Regions from separate parts of the Hordeum vulgare genome. Here region 1 is linked to region 2. Evidence: chromatin contacts called from public Hi-C data. All regions are on one chromosome and are shown on one strand. Each heading gives the region's core, a stretch centred on a gene start, on an enhancer-like site or on the middle of the called end of the contact. The rest is flanking DNA. Distances are from core to core; before and after follow the strand shown. Region 1 has its middle 68 kb from the start of LOC123405047. Region 2 has its middle 130 kb from the start of LOC123402024.

The links. Hi-C and Micro-C count contacts between places; a contact is called where the count stands out from the background.
Region 1: a Hi-C map of leaf shows a contact between it and region 2, with 4 times the contacts expected there. The contact joins two enhancer-like sites. A contact is called at or near these places in 2 of 6 Hi-C or Micro-C datasets (leaf and seedling).

Annotation. Positions count from the first base shown.
Region 1 is chr6H:45,973,605-45,976,484 of MorexV3_pseudomolecules_assembly, forward strand. No RefSeq gene overlaps it. Among protein-coding and RNA genes, the nearest start is that of LOC123405047, 68 kb to the right of the region's middle. Within about 2 kb of position 1,412, at least 3 of the 3 cell types and tissues checked have open chromatin away from gene starts, as enhancers often do. A contact at or near this core is called in leaf and seedling, where this site is marked.
Region 2 is chr6H:45,629,005-45,632,078 of MorexV3_pseudomolecules_assembly, forward strand. No RefSeq gene overlaps it. Among protein-coding and RNA genes, the nearest start is that of LOC123402024, 130 kb to the right of the region's middle. Within about 2 kb of position 1,382, at least 3 of the 3 cell types and tissues checked have open chromatin away from gene starts, as enhancers often do. A contact at or near this core is called in leaf and seedling, where this site is marked.

The sequences.
Region 1 (2,880 bases), core at 162-2,661, 340 kb after region 2:
GCGCGGTGTTTTCCATGGACGCCGTGAGCACGGGCGGAGGATACCTAGGTTGCGGACCATTCAAGGTGCAACATCAATGTAATCCAAGGTGGGCCGGCGCGTGGGTGGGGCTATGGTTGTCTGACAAGGTTTGGGCAACGGGTAGGGTGGTACAACAACGATACTGGACTGGGCGTGAGGGACAAAGCGTGAAAGGGCTCCGAGAGAGGGAGTTCGGGTGGGTCGGTGTGTCGGAATCCAACGTGGTGGGCTTCCCTAATCCCCCGGACCTTCCACGAGTTTGTTTCTAGTTTACCGGATTAAACGCACTCATACTGTGTCATGGACGTTTGCTACACGCTATTGGATGTTGGATGGCAAAACGTGTCCAAACCATGTGGTTCGTCATTTAGGGGCATTTTAGTGCATGACGTTGGAATTTCCCCATATTCCATACTTTGTTCATAGATTTTCTATAATTTGGTCCAAGTTAATTACAAACTTGGTTGTTCCTTTATAACTTATACTCCTTTCATTTCATAATCTAGTGCGTCCGTGCTTCTTAAGATTTAAGTTTGATTACAAATTTAATCAATGCGGACGATCACGTGAAAGCTGAAATTATACGATTGAAAACTCCCAACGCAGTCGCCCACATTAGTTAAATTTATGATAAAATTTAAATCTCAAAAAGCACGAGCGCACTATATTATGAAACAAAATGAGTACTAAAGAAAAGGTCCTCCATTTTACCCTTTTGCGTGGGTGATTTTCACTTTAAGTGGAACAATTCATTACACTTTTGACGTATTTCATTAAACAACCACGCTCGGCCCCTAATCTAGTATAAATCTTCGTCCACACCCATTCTTCCCTAATCTAGTCTTAACGCACAGGTGATGTTGGATGACAAACAACATCCGAACCACTCGATCCAAAGGTTGCGGACGATGGGATCCTTGTTAAAGATTATGTAAATTTCATGAAGTTTCGGCCAAATCGCACTAGCTCTACGTATATGGCCATGGGCAGCCCGGCTCGGTCGGCTCAAAAAATTCCGACCCGGCCCAGCCCGACCTTTCCCATGGGTCGGGCTCAGGCCTGGTAATCAAGCCCGGCAGTCGGGCCCCGCTTGGGTCCGGGCCCGTAAAGACCTGATTTTACGCCTACGACGGGCCGGATCTGACGGACCGATCCAGGCTTCTTTGGGCTCGGACCGGGCCTGGGTCCAAAAATTAGGCCCGACAGTCGGGTCGGGCCGGTCTCGGGCCTGGGTTTTGTAACATGGTTTTTTTAGGCCCGGCCCGGACCGAGAAATGGTCAGGTATAGCTCTACTTAAAATTGGAACACCAAAATTTAAAGCCTGCACAGAGCCGTGTCCCACGAACTCGCCATGTGGTCCTCGAGCTGAAAGGGGTCACACGCATATGTAATGTCATTATTCCATGATGATTTATTAAGATTCCGTAAATCGATCAATCAATCAGCTCGCCGTCGTCGTCGTAAGCAGATGGTGGGGACTGGGATGAGACATGAGAGGTCCCATGCAACCGACAACCTCAGATGCATCCCGGCTAAAAGCCCCCATGAAAATTAGTTTATGGTCAGTGGAACAGGGAAACAAGTAATGGCACTGCCATGGTCCACATGCCCATGGATTCTGGGGAACCACCCGTCACGCATCTCCAATTTGTTTTCTGGCCATGGCCTCTCGCGTGCCGGCGACCTGCAAACTACTCACACATCAAGCTTTTGCATACTCCGGCAACAATGGTTTCGCCTTGCGGGATCTAGATGGGTCCGCCGTGTAAGCGTCGGTACGGTAGCATGAGGATAAAAGGGGGCTTATCAGAATACAAAGCACGTTTCGACTGACCTAATTACGCCTCACTGGATACCCTGATGCTCGTATTTTTTTTAAATTTATGTTTGTTCATTGGCGATGTTCGTTTAGTGGGAAACAATGTTACTGTTGACTATGATGTCTTTATAATTACTTCGTTGATTTTAAGATGTATCGGCTCATTATTTCGAAGGTGTCCACAAGGATAGGGGTCAGTGTATGTTAGTCTCTTTTCTTGAATTTCAAGTGCCAAATGCATATACATCCAAATTCAACAATTTGGGTTGAATCCCAATATTGATATTCAATTCTGAGGCCTTGATTGTCTACACCCAACGAAGCCTAAGAGTTCTTCTTTATCGGATCTGTGTGGCCATACTTTTTTCTCGGATCCCATTTTTCTCATGCATCTCAAGAAGTTGAATCGGCTATTATTCAATGTGAAGATGAGGCACGTTTTCATTGCTAGATCAAAACATGTGATTAAAGTGGCCCTACAAATTAGGGCATTCCTGTAAAAATATTAACTTGCCAGCCCATTTCAAATTTCCTTGCAGCAAAGACATTGCAAGCCGGCAAATCATATTCCCTGCGTAGGACGCGGAACAGCAGGCGCACCCCCCTCGCGAGAGAGCCTGGTATATGGGCATGCCTAGTTCCGATTTCCTCCCCATCGGCTTTGGAAAGGTTCTACAACCTTCCACAAATTGCTTTTTTATGTTTCTTCTTTAAATGTTTTTCTATCTTTATTATTATTATTATTATTATTATTATTATGATTTACTCTTATATGTTTTATTTTTTTCATTTCATGACCGCTTCTAAATTTTGGAGCATTATTGAAACACGTGAAGATTTCCTGAATTCTGCAAATAATTCCAAATTCATGAAAAATTTCAACTTTGAAAACATATTTTAAATTTGGAAAAATTACGAGAACATTTCCGAATTCACGAAAAAATATAATCTAGTAACGTTTTTCAATTTCATGGCCACTTTGAAACTTCAAAATATTAGTCTAAATATACAAACAACTTTCACTTTAAAGTACATTCAA
Region 2 (3,074 bases), core at 132-2,631:
AACAGGCGTGTCACTGTAGGGCAGCAACGTCACGGTAGACAGGCGTTGCATAGTGGGGCAGCAACGCCACGGCTTGTGGCGTTTCTAAAAGGGTCAGATCGTGAAATGGTTTCAAGTCTGGTTCATTTTTTGTGCTCATGTTAGAAAAAAAAGTTAAAACAGTGAAAAAATGCATGATAGATGCTCTTACACCCCGTCATTTTGAACTTGTCTTGTCTCGTAGTCGTAGCTTAGCGCACATGACAAAGCCAGGGTATTGATCCTGTGGAGCACGCCGCCGGAGAGGGACGACTGAGACGCGACGGACACCGACCGCGACGCCACGGCACCTACCTCCACGGCTCGCCCTGCACTTTCTTCCTGAGTGGCGGCCGGGAACTCGTACCAGCCGCGTACATATACATGCACATATCGTTGCCGGCCCGTACGTGCTCGATACCGCCTCAGACATCTCGTTACGCACGTAACGAGGCTGGCTCGATCGGCACGTCCTACCTACCGACGTATAGTACGTGTGCACGCGCAGCCACGATCGAGATAGCCTGATCGCAGATGGGACAAGATGCATATATGCGGTGCGTACTTGCAGCTGCATGGGCACGTGGCGTTGAATCGATCTTGACATAGAAAAAACAGAGGAAACATGTTACTCTACTAGTAATACACACCCTTTTTTCTTTGGAGACCGGCACGGAAACGTTATTTTATGTGAAGTAGTACCACATACGATTCCGTGGCCGGGAAGCGAACGCCTCGGTAGGCGGGCTGCTGGCTGGTTTCGTGGCAGGTGGTCGGTACACGCAGTTTGACTATCAGTAGCAGGCACAACCATGCTTCATGTACCGGTGCACGTACGTACATCCGCTGTAGTGCTGTTCGCATGCCAGGTCGCTATTTCGCGCGGGCGTCTCGCCGAAATAGCAGCAGAGGTTTAGAACCGCCTTGTGTACGCACGCATGTACGTAAGTATATATCACCGTACATACGTCGACTCTCCAACCGCTGCAAATTTGTGCATGTAGGGGCAGCAGTAGTGAGTGTGACTCGAAAGCAACGGCCGTGCGTGCCTCCTGTTCCCAACATCTGTTTGTGCTGGAAAGGAATTAACGGGAAACTTCGAAGCAAGTTTTTTTTTCTCAGATCGAGCAAGCTGGTTTGAGTCGAAAATGATTAGGAGCAGGGCGCCAAAATGATGACGGACGCCGGGGCCCCGATCATCAGCTATCTTCCCCGTGCCCATATATACAACCACATGCTATGGTGTTAAACCACCCGAGCCCCCAATTATTCTCCATTTATTTGCTGCACATGGACATTAGCTAGCGTTTGTCCTAACAGGAAGAGACACGGAAGTACGCCGCCGGTACCGGGTCACCAAAGCGAAAAGGGACGCGACCCGGCCGCCGGTCCCGGCTGCTTATACCAAGCCAAACCAGCAAGATACTACATGCACAGGTAGCGGGCTGCTACCTGATTAATTGGCAGAAATCATGAGATTAGCATAACCTAATCTCCCTCTGCGGGACCGGGCCGGCGACGACGAGGAAACAATCAACGGCCTAGGAGCAGTTGATTAGACTAGAGTTGTTTTCGTGAATTGTTAATGAATGAGACAACAAATAAGAATTTGCATTCTGATTCTTTTAGCCTACTGCAAAAAAGTGAAGAAAATAACTAAAGCGGGAAAGAACACCTTGTCCATGACCCCGCCACCGCTTTCGCATCTCGCTTTATAATTATCGTTAAATTGCTCCGGAATTTTGAAAATCATACCTAACCCGAAGTTTTAATACGAGATGCTAATCCCATGGCGGTAACCCTGTTTCTCGCATCACCATCATGCAATTGTGAACTCAAGAAATGATCGGCTCATTTCGCACGTAAATAATTTCTCGAGTTTGAAGACGTCATTTTATATGAGGTCAAGTCAAACTCTATCAAATTCGGGCATAGGACGGATTTGGGCCCTATTTGCTAGGCTCGACAATCGAACCGGGCCAGGCTCATGCCTGGGATTTCAGTTGCGGGCTTTTTTTAGCCCGGCTCAAAGCCCAGCCCAACCCAGGATATGCCCATGTATAAGTCAAATTCTACTAATGATGGCTAACGTTCTGCCTTGCTCGACTAAAAATGTTGCCAATCTGTGAGGTAGTCAAATATATTGGCCATAGATAAATTACTTCGCGTGTAACTCTAATGTCAATGTGTGAAAGTGAAAATGTCATTTCAATATGTAGGTTGTAAGTCAAATTTTCCACTGCTACCTGCCGTTATCATCACTCCCATACCGGAGCCGGATAACCTTTGACAATGACAACAGAAAAGCATTCATGCACGAAAACACATTGTAATTGTAGTGCTGGGCGTTGACCTCTCGATTCGGTCTGAAGTATCCAACATCAAAATTCATTGGTGTGCGAGCATGACGAAAAACTTTCTCCTCACCGCCTGGAGAAGACAACAAGGTTTATCAAAGAAACCGGTGTAACCAAGAAGAAGGATAATTTAGGAGCATCTTCAAACGAACATCCTATATAAGTTCCAAATCTCCGGGCACCCTCACCGGTGACTGCCCGTAACGAAAATCCTGACCTAACTGGACTAAGAAATCCAGCCCAAACGTACGGGGTGTTCGACAAACCCCATACCCAGCCCGGTAACACCCATACCCATCCCATATTTGGGGCACATACCGGGACGCCCAAACGACCCCACACGTAGGGTTGTGGCCCCACTCTAGCCTGCCACGACCCCACAAAAACTCCTTTAACCCTAGTTCTTAGTCCACAATCGACCACTCCGCTCATTCGGTCTCCTTCCCATTTCTGCCCCATCCCCTCCCTCAATGTCCCATCCCTCCACCAAAGCTGCTTATACCAAACCAAACCAGCAAGATACTACATGCACAGGTAGCGGGATGCTACCTGATTAATTGGCAGAAATCACGAGATTAGCATAACCTGATCTCCCTCTGCGGGGCCAGGCCGGAGACGACGAGGAAACAATCAACGGCCTGTGGGTAGTTGATTAGACTAGAGTTGTTTTCGTGAATTTTTAATGAATGAGACAACTAA